Linked DNA regions of Gossypium hirsutum: region 2 is linked to region 1. A link is a contact called in public Hi-C data. All regions are on one chromosome and are shown on one strand. The core of a region is the stretch at or near the end of the contact, and the rest is flanking DNA. Distances in the headings are between cores, read along the strand shown. Region 1 holds the start of LOC107887379 (truncated transcription factor CAULIFLOWER A-like). Region 2 holds the start of LOC107887380 (ACT domain-containing protein ACR4).

The links. Hi-C and Micro-C count contacts between places; a contact is called where the count stands out from the background.
Region 2: a Hi-C map of leaf shows a contact between it and region 1, with 2.3 times the contacts expected there. The contact joins the promoter of LOC107887380 here to the promoter of LOC107887379 in region 1. A contact is called at or near these places in 3 of 34 Hi-C or Micro-C datasets (anther and leaf).

What each region holds. Positions count from the first base shown.
Region 1 is chrA03:70,049,751-70,054,315 of Gossypium_hirsutum_v2.1, reverse strand. It overlaps LOC107887379 (truncated transcription factor CAULIFLOWER A-like), which reads left to right and starts at 1,766. Exons shown (of 7, transcript NM_001326740.1): 1 at 1,766-1,950; 2 at 3,265-3,343; 3 at 3,478-3,542; 4 at 3,681-3,780; 5 at 3,882-3,923; 6 at 4,019-4,060; 7 at 4,166-4,282. The coding sequence starts at 1,766. The coding sequence ends at 4,282.
Region 2 is chrA03:70,230,817-70,235,916 of Gossypium_hirsutum_v2.1, reverse strand. It overlaps LOC107887380 (ACT domain-containing protein ACR4), which reads left to right and starts at 1,883. Exons shown (of 8, transcript XM_016811591.2): 1 at 1,883-2,332; 2 at 2,728-2,800; 3 at 2,887-2,932; 4 at 3,013-3,127; 5 at 3,209-3,276; 6 at 3,364-3,954; 7 at 4,061-4,165; 8 at 4,381-5,016. The coding sequence starts at 2,730. The coding sequence ends at 4,722. LOC107887381 (translin-associated protein X) reads left to right here. Exons shown (of 8, transcript XM_016811594.2): 5 at 1-76; 6 at 300-501; 7 at 741-843; 8 at 939-1,311. The coding sequence ends at 841.

The DNA.
Region 1 (4,565 bases), core at 517-3,016:
GCTTACTCCTTATTGAGTGGATAACCTCCTACGCAATAATAATGTTATCAATAATATTCCTGCCTGCTACAAAGTCGGCCTACTCAAGAGCAATAATCTTTAGAAAGACAACATTGAACTGATTTGCAATGACCTTCATAACCAGTTTGTATTGAGCATAGGTTAATTAGATTTTTAATTTTAATTAGTATATAATTGTAACACTATTTAAATAATAATTAATTTAAAATAATATTTATTACTAATAATTAAAGTTGAATAAAATCTCTATTTAAAAAAAAAACAACAACAACTTTGTTTTTATATATTGTTACTTTAGTAATATAATGAATAATAAAGGATATTCTTGGTGATTCAAAATTTTCTCCAAGCTTATGCTTATATATATTATATAAATATATATAATTTGCTATGTTATCTTTTATTAACAAAAATAATTAAAATAATTAATGTCATTTTCTTTTTATATCTCTTATCTCCATTTAACGGTTCATATTCCATATTTATGACTATGCCTTCCAATAATGTCATTTCCAAAGTTTAAACCCAATTAGTAATATTTAGCCATTCCTATGATTTATTTTTAGCTAAGAGAAGGACAAATTTTCTCTTGTTTTGAAAATCTCTGATTTTTTAAAAAGAATTATTACTCATCTTTCTAATTTCAAATTTAAATTTGTTTTAGTTATTCTTTATTTTTTGGCTTAATGATAAATTTGGCCACTAAGGTTTGCATGTTTTTTCAAAATAGTCCTAATTGTATTTTTGAGCTTTTTTTTGCCATTAACCTTTATTTTTTTTCAATATGTTTTTTCTAACAGATTTAATGAATAAATTCAATGTTTCAATATTTTTTTTTCTTTCAAAAGGTTTCAATCTTTCATACGTTTATTTATTGAGAAGTTTTTCTACTGAGTTAAATTTTTTTGGATAATTACGTTTATTTTTTTTAAATTAATAGTTATTTTTAAATTTAATGTATTATTTATTTTATTATTTTCTACATGTAATTATTGTATTAGGTTATCTAAGTAATAAATTACATCTTATTAAAAATATTCTACATATGAAATTTCACATCATCCCTATTAACCGTTAAAACAGTTAAAAAAGGCTAAATTCTAAAAAAAAAAGTTGATGGTCAAAAAAGATTCAAAAATACAATTAAATCTATTTTGACAAAACATATAAATATTAGTGATCAAATTTATCTTTAAACCTTATTTTATAATTAACTATGTAATACATACGTGGTAAAAAAAAATTTGCTTTTCTTATAACATTAATAACCGGGCAAGATATAACGGTTCATATTTGCTTTCTTGAAAGGATAAATAAATTCGTTTATTTTGAAGTAGAGTAAATTATTCTTTAGTCATAATATCTTTTAACGAAATAATTAATGCTATTTCATGCGAATTCAAATCGCTTTAAAATTAGTGGCATTTTTTAAGGGGGATAAAAGAAGTCTGGCATCAGCAGGGAGGTGGATGATGTTTCGAGGGTGAGGGGGTGGGGGTCCCTGTACAGGGTTCTGTACACGGTTTTAGCATCTATAACTATAACCCTTTATAGCGAGAGAACAGTTAGAGTAGCCAATGACTACTCGACAGCTAATTCTTAAAATACCACTTACCTCACTTTCCCTAAAACCACTTCTATTTCTCCGTATTTCCATTCCTATATACATCTCATCTTTCTCAGTCGCATTTACCAAGAGAGGAAACCCCAAGCTGTGAATTTTGGGTGCTTTGCTTTCAAAGAGATGGGGAGAGGTAGGGTTGAATTGAAGAGGATAGAGAACAAGATTAACAGGCAAGTTACTTTCTCCAAAAGGAGAAGTGGGTTGTTCAAGAAAGCTCATGAACTCTCTGTCTTATGCGATGCTGAAGTCGCTTTGATTGTCTTCTCTCATAAATGGAAGCTCTATGAATACTCCACTGATTCCTGGTATTTCTTTTTCTCTTTCTTTAACCTTCAATTTGGTGCAACATCTCATTACTACTTGTAATTCTCCATAAACTTTTGAAGATACATGTTTTCTTACAGGTTTCCTTTGTAAGAGAAAAAAGGAGAGCCTTCTTTTATTTTACTACTTTCCAGGATATTTTGACTCCAAAACAATTAAGTTATTGACTTGTAACATGTGAATTAAGACATAACAGATTCGCCAAAAGGACGCCTTTAAACGTCACAATTATTACATCAGTATTATAACTGTTCCACTATTTCAGGGACGAAATAACAAACGAATAGAAAACTGTTTTGGGGAGTATTGGCTATGTAAGTTAATTCACACATGGGAAAAACAAAAGAAGAGAAATTTGCTCTCTTTTTTTTTTCCTTCTTAGCTTCTAATCTGAAGGTCTAACTTTCTCAATTAGGTACAAATCCAAAACATGTCCTTTTATGTACTAAATTATTACACCAATAAATAATATATATAGTTAGTAAAACAGATGGTTAGAATTATTCATAGTTCATTTATTAAATATGAATCCATAATAAAAACTTTGAAATGAAAAGTACTTGGCTATCGAAAAAGTAAAATCCTGGGAAACTTATGCTTTATGTCCATAATTTTTGGTGAAACTTTTTTATAGAATATTTGTTCTGATAAAATAAAAGTCAATTGTATATGTATATATATATTCCCTAGAAGCTATACTTTTCTCTATCTCTTCTACCTCAGCAGCTCTAAAAACCTAAAAATCCTCTGGCTTTTTTGAACACTATCTAAGAACTATTTTAGCTTGAAAAGGAGCGTTTGAGGGGAGAAAGAGAGGAATCTTTAGATTTTATACTTTAAAATATTGAAGATTCTTTACGGAGGAGAACCGCAACTACTGACTACAAACTTTGATATCCAGAATTATACATTTCGATGGTATATATATTTTAAGTGCTTTAACCAAAAAATACAAAAAAAAGATGGAAAAGAAAAACTATTTATGAATCTTGAATATATTTTGCAATCACCAAAATATTTACTGATAAGTAGAACAGATTTCAAGGTATATGGCTCATAAGTTCTTAAGACTTAGTTCTTGGTGAAATTTTTTTGTAAAACCATGAAAACTAGGAATAATAAACAAACAGAGGTGAGAATTTGTCTACTTTATTTAATATATTCTTTATTTAATTATGGCATCAAAAAGACGTCGGTTTAGGTTTAGGCCTTTAACTAGTATAATAGAGGTACAGAAAGATTACTAGGGAAATGAAAATATTGTACATGATCCTGACTTGTCTATCCTATAACAGCATGGAGAAGATCCTTGAACGCTATGAAAGGCATTATTACGCTGAGAGGCATCTTGTTGCTACTGAGCCTGAATCACAGGTAGACCTTTTTTCACTGTTAGCAATTGAATTTAGACAACAAAAGAGGCTTGGGGTGTACGTGCTTTCGTAGCTTTTAAGTTTTCAAAAGGAATGAGGTGAATTAAACAATTGGCAAAATTGCAAACTTGGCAGGGCGAATGGTCCGTTGAGTATAATAGACTTAAGGCTAAGGTTGAGCTCTTGCAGAAAAATCACAGGTAAATATTTCAAATTAATTGCATTTGCTAAATATCTACATAATGAAAGAGAGATGCTATCCTTCCTTTACACCTACAAGTTCCTTTTAGGGTATTATGTTAAGTCATTAGTTTGATCAGTTTCTTACGTCTCTCCAGGCACTACATGGGAGAAGATTTAGACCCATTGAGTCTCAAGGAGCTGCAGAATTTGGAGCAGCAGCTTGATACCGCTCTTAAACACATTCGAGCCAGAAAAGTATGCTTTAGTTTTTTATTGTCATTTTTTTTCCAATTATAGCATATAGCCACAACTGTTTCTTGTTGTGTTATAGTGATGCGATTGTATCTCTATTGCAGAACCAACTCTTGAATGAGTCAATATCCGAGCTTCAAAGAAAGGTAAAGGCTTTTGAAAACATAATGACTCGTTCATAATCATTGAGAAAAATGAAAACCCTTTTTCATGCGTCATCTCTAATAGTGGTCTATGGCAGGAAAAGGCAATAAAGGAGCAAAACGCAATGCTAGCAAATCAGGTGTGATTTACCCTTATTTCCATGTTCATCATCAATGAATATGTATAGAGTTCCTTCCTACAGCTGGTAAATACTTATTACTTTATAGCCTGTTTTTGCATGTAGATCAAAGAGAGGGAGAAGACAGGTGCACGGCAATCTCAGTGGGGGCAACAAGACAATGGCCTCAACACATCATCCTTCGTGCTGCCACACCCACATCCCTCTTTGAACATTGGGTAACACATCCCTTATCACTCCTGTAATGCTTCATCTAACTATAATCGTTTAGGAAGTAAACTCTTATAAACACAGATTATGACCATTTTTGCGTCCTTTAAAGTACATTTGAATTCTGATATGAACCTTCATTTTGTTTAGTCCATATCCCATTTTTGGAGGGTTTTTCTTTTTTAAAACAATGGCCAGGTTCATTTCTCATGTTTTAAGTATTCGTGACCATTTGTCTCATAGTAGTTGGGGCTTAATACCTTCCGGTTTTTTTACAAAAAAATTATGAAAATAG
Region 2 (5,100 bases), core at 634-3,133, 180 kb before region 1:
AAATGCTAGTTTACTGCCACTGAGTGATCCATCTCTCGAGCCTTTGCAAATTAACCTCCTTGACTATCTCTTAGGGGTAGATGCCTGAATATTATGCTATTTACTTTTGAAGGCAGAGGCTGATGAAAACATTTGATGCTAATTTTTTTGTATATCCTTATATCCTTTGTTCAAATATTGCCTACTTATTATTCCCAGCATACATGCATACATACATACAGATCTCTGACACACTGAACCAACACATACGCTCACACAATGTGCATTGTGATGGAAGAATGTTTACTCTTCTTTTACAGCTAGCAGATTTGACTGGAGAACTGATGCGGTTAGCAATTGGTCGAATATCTGATGGTGAAGTAGAATATTCTGAGAGAATATGCCAGTTTGTACGTGATATTTACAGAGAATTGACTCTTCTTGTCCCACTTATGGATGACGGTTCTGACATGAAGACAAAGATGGATACAATGCTCCAAAGTGTTGTGAAAATAGAGAATGGTAATATTGAAGCTGGTTTTCTTGCCCTTAAATACAAAATCTTCTCATAGCATATTATGAAAGATTTCTTCATTAAGCTAATGAATATGCGATGCCAAGAGTTCCACGAGTTTCTTGTTTTTGTATGTGCTATGAATACCTAAGAGTTTTAAGAGACTTGACAGTAATTCACGCAAAACTTGTACCCACACGAAAGTTCTTTTGCTGGATCTCTTATATGGGTTCTTTGTTGCTTGCAGCATGCTTTAGTGTTCGTGTGAGAGGATCAGAGTACATTCCACTTCTAGGGTCCAGCGATCCAAGTTCTTTCTTAGTGGGAGTATCTGATGTGGAATTATGAAAGTAACTTGTGCTTCTCGTAGCCTCTTCTGCCTTGTATTGTTTTAATCACCATATATACAGTATACCATTAGCTTCATTTACTTTCATTCCTGCAGTTGTTGACTGGAGGAGATGTTTCCTGCTCAAGATTCAAAGGTTTGGGAGTAGGTGAGGAAATGTTTGCGCCGATATTGAAGATCTTTGAGGCATTTTTGGACCGCACTTTGTTAAAGTTGATGTAACTAACTTGCATGCTAGACTCTTCAAATTCTTCATGGGATTAAAAATCATCTATCGTCTCTTTGAGATCTTTCATATGGCCATTGGCTATCTGCTTATTTTAGTTGATGGGAAGTTGACAATGGAGCTGAGAAATAGAAAACTTTTGAAAGATGTGTTGACAGAATAACCAATTTAGGAATCTGATACATCCATTGTTTTCTGTGTGAGAACATGTTTGCTTTATAAATGCAAAACTAGGCTTCTTTAGTTGGGCTTTTTGTACACTCAGCTCAGCTCTACTTAACATCGGGTAGAGCATGACTTTAAACCATATTAGCAGTCTATTTGGAAAAAAGGCCTGGAAACAAAGCGACAGGCCTCAGAGACTTCAAATTGGGGCTCTTCCAATTACATAAATCTTGCAAATACTAATTTGTAGAATTAGTTTGTCATTTAGATTTTTATTTTATTTTATCAATTCAACTCTAAAACGGTGAGTAACATGATCAAAGGTGAAAATCCATTAACGGATGGACGGTGAGCTCTAAGTATTTATGTTCTATGTGTAAGTATTTGAGTGGCATATAAAAGAAATAAGATGAAGATACTAGAAAGCATATAAAAGAATACAAATCTACTTTAGAGCTAAAACCTTAAAAAACCAAGGAAAGATACTGACAGCTAATTCAAAACAACCGCAGTTTTATCCACACACCTTGGGAGATCAACCGCCTCTTAAATCTTAACCTCCTAATTTAAACACGTGACTTAATTATTTAATTACTCTCTAAATAAATAAATAAAACAAGCGCATCTTAGCACTCCCTCCTATCCTATCCTATCCCATCCCTGGTTCTTTTATAATATGCAGCCTTGCTATATTACGCCCTTCTCTATCAAAGGCAGCAACTTTTTAGAAAAGAAAAAAAAAGAAAAAAAAAAGGGCGAGTCTTGCTTTTAGAGCTCGCAGGTTTTCGAGTATCGTGTCGTGGTGTATCTGATTCTCATGATTCATGAATTATTATTATTTTTGTAATTTTTTTTAATGTTTTGTTACCTTAATGAGAGTGGGGTATTCAGAGGAGGGGGCTCTAAAGATTCCTTTTATTTTTTTTAAAGTATGTAAATAAAGTTGTGCATTCTACATTTGTGATTCTCAGATCATTCATATAATTGCAAAGACAGAGTAAACAATACCCTTTTTTCTTGTTGAAGAGAGAATTAAAAAAGCAAGAGAGGAACATTGGTTAATCCAAGATCTCAAATTTCTCAAAAGAAACTATATTGGGTAAGCCCCTTTTGATCTATCTCCTCTGTCTTATTCCTTTTTATTCTCTCTTCCACACTGTGGGTTTTGTTGACATTGAGAATTTTCAGTGTTTTTAGAGCTAGAATCTTATGCTATGGTCTTTGTGCTTGATTTTCTTCTACTTCTTTTTCAAGTTTCTCAATGTTTTTTGTTGTGGTGGAGAATGGGAATACTTGTACCTTCTTTCTCTCTCACCCCTCCTCTTTTTCTTCATTTTCAACAATTCCTTTATTTTTGACTTGCCCAAAGTAAGTCTTTTTAAGGTTTTGCATTTTTTTTACCCCTTTTTCTTTCTGATTTCTCATTGGTGCTCTTATTTCCAAGTACTACCCTTGGTTTCTTTCATTGGCTGATTTTTGTTTTCTCGTTTCTAGAGATGAACATGAGCTTTTCACATGACATGGGTGATGAATATGAAAAATTCATTAGAAGAATGAATCCGCCCAGGTAAGCTAAAAATTATCTTCGTTATCTGTACTTCGATCAAGAGTTTTGAGAAACATCAAGTGATATTGACTTATTTTTCTTGTCAGGGTTGTGATTGATAATGAAGCTTGCAAGAATGCAACTGTGATAAGGGTATGGCCGTCTGATTTTGTGTTTCTCTTCTTTCTTTTTTAAATGGTACCTTTTGATACTTATCCCATATCATAATGCAGGTTGACTGTGCAAACGAACATGGGATCCTTCTTGAAGTTGTACAAATCCTGACTGATCTTAACCTTATCATTAATAAAGCCTACATATCTGCTGATGGCAATTGGTTCATGGATGGTAACATATCTCGTCTTCTTACTTTTGGACTTGTCTAGTAAATTGATTCTCATTTTTTGCTTTTGGTTTTTGCAATACCAGTTTTTAATGTTACTAATCAAGATGGAAACAAAATCACAGATGAAGGTATTCTAGATTATATTACAAAGGTAAGCACTTCAAATTTGTAATTGATTTTCCTGCTCTTTTTTTTTTTTTTACATGCCTACCTGATTGTTTGTGCGTTTTGTCTTCAGTCTCTGGGGCCAGAATCTTGCTTCACATCTGCAATGAGATCTGTTGGGGTGAAGCAAACAATGGACCACACTGAAATTGAGTTAACAGGGAGCGACAGACCAGGGTTGCTATCTGAATTAAGCGCGGTCCTTAAGCATCTTAAATGCAATGTAGTGAATGCCGAAGTATGGACACATAACACCCGTGCTGCAGCTGTGATGCAAGTGACCGATGAGGAAACAGGAACATCAATTACCGACCTAGAAAGGCTATCTATGATAAAGGCACTCCTTTGCAATGTACTTAAGGGAAGCAACAAATCTAGTTTAGCCAAAACCATAGTTTCTCATTCGGTCACACATACTGATAGAAGGCTTCACCAAATGATGTTTGCGGACAGGGATTATGAACAGACCGGTGATGATGTTTTGGAGGACAGGCAAAGGCCGAATGTGGATGTTGTGAATTGGTATGACAAGGACTATTCAGTGGTTACCATTAGGTGTAAAGATAGACCAAAACTTCTCTTTGATACCGTTTGCACCTTGACCGACATGGGGTATGTAGTGTTTCATGCAAAAATTGATACCGAGGGGCCAGAGTCTTATCAGGTAGTGCGCTTTCTTCTTTCTTTACATGGTCACTTCTCATGAGTCTGCGATTTTGTATGATTTCATGCGGTTCTAATTACTTGTGCGTTACATCTTGTGTTTGTAGGAATATTACATTCGTCATATAGATGGATCTCCTGTTAAATCAGATGCAGAGAGACAAAGAGTAACTCAGTGTCTTGAAGCGGCAATTAAGAGAAGGGTATCTGAGGTGGGTGCATTCTTCATATTATATATGTACACACACAAGCTGGGAGTATGTTCTTGGCTTTGTTTCAGACAATCACATTATTTTACCTAAACTATGCATTTCATAACATCATATTATGCTATTACTTGCCTGGATTGCTGATAATATTTTGTTGCTCTTCTATTGCTGCTTTGAAGGGCTCCTTTCATTAATAATGTTATTAATTCTTCTTCCAGGGGTTGAAGCTAGAACTTTGCACAACAGACAGAGTTGGATTGCTATCTGATGTCACTCGCATATTCAGGGAGAATAGCCTCACTGTCAGCCGAGCAGAAGTGACAACCAAAGATGGCAAAGCTGTTAACACATTCTATGTTCGGGATGCATCGGGGTATCCTGTCGATGCCAAGACCATAGAATTCATCCGGCAAGTGATTGGGCAGACCATACTAAAAGTTAAAGGCAGCCCTGAAGACGTAAAATCAGTTTCTCAGGAATCTCCAACTAGGTTCCTATTTGGTGGTCTCTTCAAGTCAAGATCTTTTGTGAATTTCAGCTTGGTCAGGTCTTATTCCTAATGAGTATAATAATATTTTATCTTCATCATTCCACATGTAAATCAAAGCCCATTTAGCTTAGATTCTACGGTAGATCTTTGTTCATTTAGCTGTTGCAGTCTAGGAACCATTTTTATCAGTTCTGGCAAATGAAAGCCATAGATAGAAACCGAAGGGCCTGTAAAATTCCCAACTCACCCCCTCTTTTAGCCTTTATTTAAAGTGTATTACCCAACCTAAAGTTGGATCCACCAATGCAGGAAATGACAAAATGAGTTGTGACCTTTATACATAAATTTCTTTTCATTGTTTTAACCCTTTTGATCTTTTTTTTACTGTATTGATGACAAGTCGAGTTTACATTTTTCACTATAATATTGGATCTTTGATTTGACCTAT